2 separate regions of the Mus musculus genome follow, and region 2 is linked to region 1. Evidence: chromatin contacts called from public Hi-C data. All regions are on one chromosome and are shown on one strand. Each heading gives the region's core, a stretch centred on a gene start, on an enhancer-like site or on the middle of the called end of the contact. The rest is flanking DNA. Distances are from core to core; before and after follow the strand shown. Region 1 overlaps Acsl4 (acyl-CoA synthetase long-chain family member 4). Region 2 has its middle 16 kb from the start of Gm25915.

Region 1 (4,632 bases), core at 1,331-3,830:
CTTACCTTCCTCAAGTCTCATAACCTACTTAAGGCCTATGACGACAGAACCTTGAATGTGTTGCCTATCAGTATAGAAACTGACTGGAGTTTTCAACTTAAGCTCTGTAAAACAGCCTGATCTGTCTCCAGGTTCATTTCTGTGTTGCCTAGCTAGTTACAGTGCTGCCACCCAGTGGCAATGTATAGAAACGCTGCTATTATTGCTGCATTTATTTTTCACCATTTCAAATACTTTTTCTTGTATGTTCTTCTTTGTTCATGGTTTCATCTTCTGTTTTTTTTTCCTCCACTCAGGCCACTAATATTTGCGTGTTTCAGCTGATATTTAGGGAGCTGAACACGAGCTGTATAACGTGGTTCTGATAGTCTATTTAAATAAAGACTTTGGAATATGGGACACGATATTAATAATAAGCGTAAACATACCGAGTGGATTCTTGTTTGCTCTGCTTTATGAAGTTATGGTTCTTTGCACAAAAGGGCACTTATTTTGTATTTTGGTAAGAATATGATACTTCTTTTGATGTTTAATGGAAAACTTCTCGTTGTATAAGAAGAAACACTCCTGTAATATGTGAAGAGCTCATACTTCAGCGTAGCATGAAAGCTGTAGCTTAGAAATTCTTCCTCAATTTCCTCTTGCTGTTATTTGCCATTGTCTGACTGGTCATTTCATTCAATATTCATTTAAGGAACACTTAACTAAGCATCTACTTGGAGTCTGCCCTGTACCCGTATGGTGCTCCCCAGTGTTGCAGTGGTGATCAAGAGAAGCATGGCCTTCATCTTAAATAATGAGAGAACTAAAGCAGGAGACCACAAGTAGAAGTTTAAGTGCGGAGCTCCAGAGTGCTTTGAGGGCCAGTGTCAAATGCATGTGACACAGATGGACAGTCAGAGAGGGCTTTCTACCAGAACTGCTTAAATGAAGATGTAAAGGAAGCCGGAAAAGGGAAGAATAGAATGTTCCTGACAGAAGAGAAATGATGTGCTAGGAAAGGAGGTGAAAGACCAGAAGTCATTGCTTTTGAGAAACTATAAGTTCATCATGGCAAAAGGTGTGGGCACTAGCCGTGCTCTCCCTATTTTATACTTGTGGTAACTGGATCTAAGAGGTCACCAGCCTCCAGTAAGTGGCCCAGCCAGCAGTTGAACATAAGTTGTCTAGTTGTGGCATATTGACCCCTGTTTGTTCTGCAGGCTGCCTTTCATCTGGGCTGCCTTAAGCTCGGGTGAAGCATGGTGCCTGTGAGCCGGTGAGAGCTCTGCTCTCATTTCTTAGCATGCTGAGGCTGCACTGGAGACCCAGAGAATTAACTATTCCAGCAGCTGGCATTTATAGGGTCTGCATTAGTTTACAAACATTCAGATTCGCTTTAGTCTTTTGTCATTGGCTGGTAGTCAAACAAGCATTATTTGATATGCATTGCTAAGGTTTCCAGAAAAGTATAGATGGGAAATTATAACTGGTTATGTTATGTTATGTTATGTTATGTTATGTTATATTATATTATATTATGTTATTTATTTATTTATTTACTGCCAAAAAAAGCCTCCAGAACACAAGATGTTCATTAATCTGCAAAAGGTAGAAATTTTGTTTGATTTCTGAAGTTAACTTGTCAACATATTTTTTTTGATTTTCAGTGTTAAATTGGAACTCAGTTTCAATATTTGAACTATTGTCTTTTAAACTTGCATGAATGTAAAAATAAAAATTAAATGGAGATATTTCTTCCACTGCATATGTTTTATTTCATCTTAAAATATAAACTTTTGGGCTGGAGAGATGGCTCAGTGGTTAAGAGCACTGACTGTTCTTCCAGAGGTCCTAGCAACCACGTGGTGACTCGCACCCATCTGTCATGGGATCCAATGCATTCTTCTGGTGTGTGTCTGAAGACAGCTGCAGTGTACTCATATAAATACAAAAAAAAAAATAAATCCTTAATCCTTTTAAGATGAAGATTTTAATTTGGAATCAAGGCATTATTGTAGATTTTAGGTGGATTGTAAATGCTCAGTTGTACATAAGCTAAAATTGTAGCTTTTGTAAGACTATAACGTATGTGCACACATATGTGAAGGAGAAGTAGGGGATGACAGACAGACAGAAGAGACAGTGAGGTTAATGCTGTGTAGCTAGTGTTCTTGTTACTCATGTATGACACATGACTATGGATTCAAAGAAGAGTTTGAACCTGCAAGTGTTTTCAGTATAGTGATCATACATCTATCTGTATTTTCTGTATGTGGGATAACTAGAGACAACTTTTTTTTTCTAAAAGAGGAGTCTGATTCTACTGTAGGATGACAGCTCAGCTACAGTTCTTGGGAAGCTTGGAGATGTGACCACGCTGATTCTCCTTTCTTCGTGATAAATCATGGTTTTTGGAATCTAGCTTCTCAAGTGTTACTTCTGTGCAGTTATAGCTAAGTTTCCTTTAACGTGGAAGGCAACGTTGTTTTGAGTAAATCTCTTGTTGTGTATTGCAATAAACTCCTGTGCATAGCACATGGCTTTCTTGCCTAGTCGTCAGGATTGTGAACTTCCTGCAGCACGGCCCTCTTGAGGTTACTGCAGGACACTTTCAGAGACCCGTTGACCTTACAGGAAGTGAGATTACTTAATGATGCTTTACGGCTGCCTGAAACATTCTGAAATGAAAACTTTGAGGGAGAGAAATGATTCAGCCTTTCTCTGCGTCCTACTTTGTGAAATCATCCAGGGCACATTTATAAGGTATCACATTTCCTTGCAGTGTCTCAAAGCAAGACTGTGTTTGGTAAAGTGATAGTCTCTAAAGTTTCATGTTTGTTTCCAGAGGCCAGATATTAAACAAGAGGTACTAAAAAAGGGTTCACTATTGAAATCCCTTCAAAGACCCTCTGATTACCAGTGTAGAAAGCAATACTCTGTAGTCTACACACAGACATTAAAAGGGTTATTAAGTATTATATTATGTAGTTGTCTTCTATCATTTGTATTCTTGTTTGTTTTAATAGGAAAGATAGATGGAGCGGTGGACTCCAGACATTATTAACACTTTCATTTGTGTGTGGGACGCTTCATAGTTGCTGGCTTTTTAATGGCATCTATTTATTTAGTGGTAGTTGAAATATTTCTGGGGTGACTCGTGGGACCACAACAGTAATATTTTTTTTTGCTAGTATTTGCTCATTTATTTGTGCAGAGGGATGAAAATAAGGCCCTTGGCCTACTAGGTAAGCACTCTTCCCCTGACCTGCAGCCACACCATGCCTTTGTTAGTTTCATTTTAACAGAGGGAATGGCAAGGATGCTTAGTCTTAGCAAACAGCATTATAGTTATAATAAGAAAAAGGTTGTTGATTTGACTTTAAATCTGGTTGAAAGATGGAAATATCGGGTGGCTGTAGTGCACAATTTTAATCCTGGCACTCAGGAGGCAAAGACAGTCAGATCTCTGAGTTCGAGGCCAGCCTGGTCTACAGAGTGAGTTCCAGGACAGCCAGGGCTACACAGAGATACCCCATTTTGAACCCCTCCTCACCCACCCTAAAGAAAAAAAGAAAACAGAGGAAGTATTCAATCTAATTGTATTAGTATATTTGAAATCAGATCTTGGCTTCTTTTTAAGTATCACTTATTCTCCTGAGTTGGTTCAAATTTTACCTTTGGGGATGATATATTGATTGTCACTTATCAACACAGAGAAATATATCAGCATAAATTAGAACTAACTGAAAGTCTTTCTTATTATTAGTGAAACATGGATTATATTCTCTGTGGAAGCTTTAAAAAGATCTAAGACAAATTTAAGGATAACGTTTTTTTTTTTAAAGCCACCTATAATTCTGCAATCTGGACATTTCCGTTTTGAAGTGTTGCTTAGATGCTGCTGTTCTTGGTTTTTCTCCTATCTATAAACACCATTCTTCTTCTTTTTTTTTTTTTTCAAGACAGGGTTTCTCTGTGTAGCCCTGGCTGTCCTGTAACTCACTCTGTAGACCAGGCTGTCTTCAAACTCAGAAATACGCCTGCCTCTGCCTCTGCCTCCCGAGTGCTGGGATTAAAGATGTTTGCCACCACCGCCTGGCTCAATACCATGACGATAGATAAGGCATTCTGTCAGTCCGTGGATGGTGGTTTTAGCAGAGGCTTTACGTGCAGGAAAGGCAAATCTATAACCAGAATAAGTGTCTACTCCAGTAAGAACAAAACGCTGTCCTTTCCACAAAGGAAGTGGTCCAATGTAGTCAACCTGCCACCAGGTTGCTGGCTGGTCACCTCGAGGAATGGTGCCATATCTGGGGCTCAGCGTTGGTTTCTGCTGTTGGCAGATCTGGCATTCAGCAGCCGCTGTAGCCAGGTCAGCCTTGGTGAGTGGAAGCCCGTGTTGCTGAGCCCAAGCATAACCTCCATCTCGACCACCATGGCCACTTTGTTCATGTGCCCATTGAGCAATGACAGGGATGGCTGGGGAGAGAGGCTGACTGTCCACAGAACGGGTCATCTTATCCACTTGATTATTGAACTCCTCCTCGGCTGAAGTCACCTTTTGGTGAGCATTTACATGGGACACAAATATCTTCACATCCTTTGCCCATTTGGAGAGATCTATCCACATACTTCTTCCCCAGATGTCTT
Region 2 (4,632 bases), core at 1,221-3,720, 99 kb before region 1:
CTGCTATAATTAATGGTACTTTCTATTGCTGTGATTTAAAAAAAAAAATCAGGGGCTGGTGAGATGGCTCAGCAGGTAAGAACACCCGACTACTCTTCCAAAGGTCCTGAGTTCAAATCCCAGCAACCACATGGTGGTTCACAACCATCTGTAATGAGAGCTGACGCCCTCTTCTGTTGTGTCTGAAGACAGCTACAGTGTACTTACATATAATAAATAAATAAAATCTTTAAAAAAAAAAAATCAGACCAAAAGCAATTGGAGGTAGAAAGGGTTTATTTGACTTAGAGCTTGTACCCTAACATTAAGGCAATCCAAGACAGGAACCGAAGCAGATACTCTGGAGGGGTCCTTCTTACCACTGAACTCCCCAAGGCCTACTCATCTTTCTTTTCCACATAACCCAGAACTTCTGCCAAGGGGTGACAGCAGCCGCACTGTGCTGCTTTCACGTCTATCATTAACAATGACAGTGCTCCATAGACATACCTACAATTCCTCAGTGGAGGGTCTCTCTTCTCAGGTCACTATTTTGTCACTGATTAACAAAAAGGAGCCAAAACAGATAGTAATGATACTGATCACATAGCTTAAGAGGGACAAAGTGTTGTTCAACTACCCACTCAGGTCCAAAGGGACAGATTCTGCTGCTGTTTCCAAAATAACTGAGGCATAAAAGTCATGTCTCCATCATAACGCTATGAAGACAGTTAGTAGCAGGGTATAGCGTCTAACCCAAGTGGTCTAGCCTGTGCTTCTGGACATTAAACAATGGGCTTAAGTTATGGGCACAAGACTTGCAGCAATAACATTAACTTAGAAATCACTAGAGATCAGAATTATTAACCTCTAGACCATAATACCTGAATTAGAGTCTCTAGACTTGGTATATAGCAATTTATGTTTCTGGTGAGTGGTTCTGAGGGGATAAGGAACCTCTAATATTGTAATAGAGTACTGCAGATTGTCTGTTAAAAAAATAGTTGGATTGCCCTAGTATGATTTCATCTAAATGACAGTAGAGAGGCATGAGGGAGCAATGGATGACTTTTTCAGAAATGGTTTCTTGTCACCATGATCCATGTCTAGAAATTCCATTATTGGACATTGCTTCTTTTGGATTTTGAAGACATCATGATTTACAGAACTTCTTCTTTGTTGTTGTTGTTTTGAGACAAGGTTTCTCTGTGTAGCCCTGTCTATCCTGAAAATCACTCTGTAGACCAAGCTGGCCTCAAACTTAGAAATCTGCCTGCCTCTGCCTCTTAACTGCTGGGACTAAAGGCGTGTGCTGCTATGTCCTGCTAATTAGAGAACATGTTTATTGCAAAGCAAATAATGCAGTGAAGGGAATGCCATGACCCAATTGCTAGCTAGAGTATCATATAGAAAGTTGCCACCCATTTTTGTTTATCTCATATCTCCTGTCATAAGGGGTATACACACCCTTGGTTTACCACAAAGCTGGCACAGGAAAAAGAATACAGGTTGAGAGGAGGTCACAGTTGCTCAGCTCAGCTTCTATGAAAAGTTCAGAGAAGCTATCTCCCTGATCTGTTTGTTCTACATATAACCCCAGCATACAGTTTTTATTGAGCTTATATTTTGCCCCTGACACTATAGTAAATGTTTTGTTCTGTAGAACGACAGCTACATCTCAAACCTATGGACTCTCATCAGTCACTGGGTGGGTGAGGCTTGAGTTCTGAAAACATTTGCGTTTTCTGTGCCCTTGGCAAATTCACTGTCCTCTCACTGGAAGCACATAGACGCAGCGGAGAAGCTGAGAATCCTGCCACCTGCCTGGGTTAATGCAAATACTATAAGGAAACTATGCAAATTCCTTCAAAATGATCTTGGAAAAAGGCCTAGTCTGAAGTGATCTGTAAAAAGCAAAAGTATTGTGCTTAACTCTGAAGGCAGTCCAAACCGGTTTCCTCTGCTTTCCCTTCACCCTGCAATGACCTTTACCTCTCTCCAAACTAGGGTTCCTGACCTCAAAAGTCAGAAAGACAAAACTAAAGATCTCCATCTTTTTACAGAGGGGAGTGCAGGAAGACAGCAGGAAGCAAACAGGCATCATCTTGTTACAGTTTCTGCAGGAGTAACAATCACTTGGCTGTTTCTCTCCTACCCCTTAATGACCCAAACAGTTCAGCTATTAAGTGATAAATCCTCTGACTATTCATGACTGGCTGCTCTAACTCTGTAGTTCAAACTGTAACAATCACGATAATTGAGCAAAGTCAGAATCGTTGAAGGAAGCCCGCTGTTGTACAAGGCAGACCATAAACTCGAACTGGCAGAAGTCCTTGCCTCCAGAAATAAATGCTGAAGGGAGACAACCAAATGGAATGAAAGCTAGAAACTTGAAACTTTCAGAAGAGCCAGGGGGGAAAGATAGAGCATGAAAGAGCTTCTGGTTCCCGTCCTTATCCTCCCTCCTCCTTTTAGCCTGTATCCTAGCAACCAGCTGAACTAGTTGGTGGGGTTTTCGCCAGTGGCTCTGCTGAGGTCATAATGTGCTAGTGGGGGGAAGGGCAAAGAGAAGAGGAAACAGCTACCTGTTGAGAGATGAATAAGGAGGATGCCCTCTTACTTCTTGTCCCTTAACTCAATGTTTACCACAAAACAAAATCTATTTCTAGACAAGAAACACGAGAAACAAGGAGAGGTTTTATTTGTTGGCATTCAGCTCTTTGATTTTGTCGACTTTGAATAGTGAATGGCTATAGTTGGATAAACAGTCAATATTAGAATGATTAGTGGGGTACTGCCTCCTCTTCTTTTTTGTGATACAAAAGTAACTCTGTAGCCTAGGCTAACCTCCATCTTGCTATGCAGACCAGGCTGGTCTTGAACCCCTAATTATCCTGCCTGCAGCTCTCAGGTACTGGGATTACAAGGAAATGCCACCACACTCCTCTTGGAAAATGAAATGGGCTTCTGCGTGTCCATCACCTACACTCACGTAGGCATCTTGTATACATGGGTGCTCACTCACTTACTGGAGAAGGTTGTTCCAGGCTCTGTGTAGGTACAGACCTTCAGAGGTATTTCTGCAGTGTTTTCTAACACAAGTTTGGGTTTACTTGTTCAACAGCTGAGCAGATGAAATTGCTCACAGAATCTTTATAAACCAGTCAGGGGCTGACTCACCCCTGAATAGCTGACTGTCCACAAACCAAGTATCTTCACTCAGCACGCCACTTTTGAGCTCACACATTGGTTTACCCAGGACCAGACTCTGTTCTATCTGAATCAAGTTGTAGGACTTAAACAAGGAACTTTCTGCTTGCAATCACATTTTCTCATCGTGCCTGAAGGGATCAAATACCCTAAGACCAAGTTCTCAGCATAAAGATTTACTTGTCTCAGAGGGACAAAGGGCAGGAAAAAAGAGACAAAGATAGGGGACAAAGGACGAGGGAGAAGGGGAAGAAAACAAGGGAGAAGGGAGAAATGGGGGAAGGGACAGACGGGAAGGGGTCTTTGTTCTGGAGGGACAAAGGACTGCCTCTGGATAGAGAGGAGATGGATAAGGCGCATGCGCAAGTGGCAGTCTATGAAGGTAAAAGGGGAACCATTGTGCAGGGCTGAGGTGTTTACCTTTGATTGCAGAGGTTAGTTAGGATAGCCCCAGGGAGCGGGGGTGGGGGTGTTGATTGCTGGACTTCACTACTTTGATAGCTGGACCTTAGTAATCAGCCTCAGGAGGAGGAAGTGGCCAAATAAGGGAATGGACCTTGATGGCTAGCTTTAGGAATGTAATCTACTGGTTTTTTTAGCAAGGCAGAGGGAATGGGGGAGAAGGGCAAGGCCTGCAACAGTCATGCTCGCTATGCTCAACCTGGCTAGAGCCTCTTCACTGTCTCTATTTCTTCTCCTTTAAAACAACCATGCACACAGATCTCCACAACCACTATTCTACATCTTACATCTTACAAGCTTAAATGATCTCAAGAATAGTCTTAAATAGTCTCAAGAAGGTACAAAAACAATTCAGAAAATTTCCTTTTATTCACCATATAGCTTCTTGCCATAGTAACTGTGCTATAGAGCAAAACCGAGCTCATTAGCACATCACAATGAATTAAATTATAGATGTTTTCAAAGCTCTACAGTTAGATGTGTACCTGCCTAGCATGCACAAAGCTCCAGGTTCAAATCCCCAATACTGCAAATAAAACCATGGAGTGAAATGGCAATGTTAATACAAGGAATCCTTACTAATCAACATTCAAATGTCTGCTTCATGGTTGAGGTTTTCTGAGGTCGGCCTCCGTGCCACACAATTAGCCATAGCTCCCACTTGTTTTCTGAAGCACACACAGAACTTTCAATCAGATTAAACTCTTGATTGTTGGGCCATATTCACTCCAAACTGTACCCCTGTGCTCCACCTATTTTCTTATTACCCCCCACTTCTCCATAATGTATTCTTTTGCCAGGTTCATGCTGCCTTGTTTTGTTTTTTATAATATGTATACTTTATTTCGGGGAAGGGGGTTTTCATCAATCTCTGCAGCATTCATACACTATATCTGGAAGCCTTTTCTTTTCTTCTTTTTTTTTTTAATTTTAAATTTACTTTTTGCTTATTCACTTTACATCCTGCTCACTGCCCCCCTC

The links. A called contact is a pair of places that touch in the nucleus more often than the background predicts.
Region 2: a Hi-C map of uterus shows a contact between it and region 1, with 2.8 times the contacts expected there. The contact joins two enhancer-like sites. A contact is called at or near these places in 3 of 39 promoter capture datasets (the 3T3-L1 cell line, 3T3-L1-derived adipocytes and the C10 cell line), 2 of 15 datasets of contacts at CTCF or cohesin (CD8 T cells and pro-B cells), 17 of 484 Hi-C or Micro-C datasets (8-cell embryo, CD4 T cells, CD8 T cells and 10 more) and 9 of 115 datasets of contacts at active chromatin or transcription factors (the 230-238 cell line, CD8 T cells, the HPC-7 cell line and 4 more).

Annotation. Positions count from the first base shown.
Region 1 is chrX:142,368,104-142,372,735 of GRCm38.p6, reverse strand. The region is part of intron 1 of Acsl4 (acyl-CoA synthetase long-chain family member 4); the gene reads left to right. Among named protein-coding and RNA genes, the nearest start is that of Acsl4, 20 kb to the left of the region's middle. Within about 2 kb of position 2,580, at least 64 of the 459 cell types and tissues checked have an H3K27ac peak or open chromatin away from gene starts, as enhancers often do. A contact at or near this core is called in Th17 cells and uterus, where this site is marked.
Region 2 is chrX:142,467,094-142,471,725 of GRCm38.p6, reverse strand. No RefSeq gene overlaps it. Among named protein-coding and RNA genes, the nearest start is that of Gm25915, 16 kb to the left of the region's middle. Within about 2 kb of position 2,470, at least 87 of the 459 cell types and tissues checked have an H3K27ac peak or open chromatin away from gene starts, as enhancers often do. A contact at or near this core is called in Th17 cells and uterus, where this site is marked.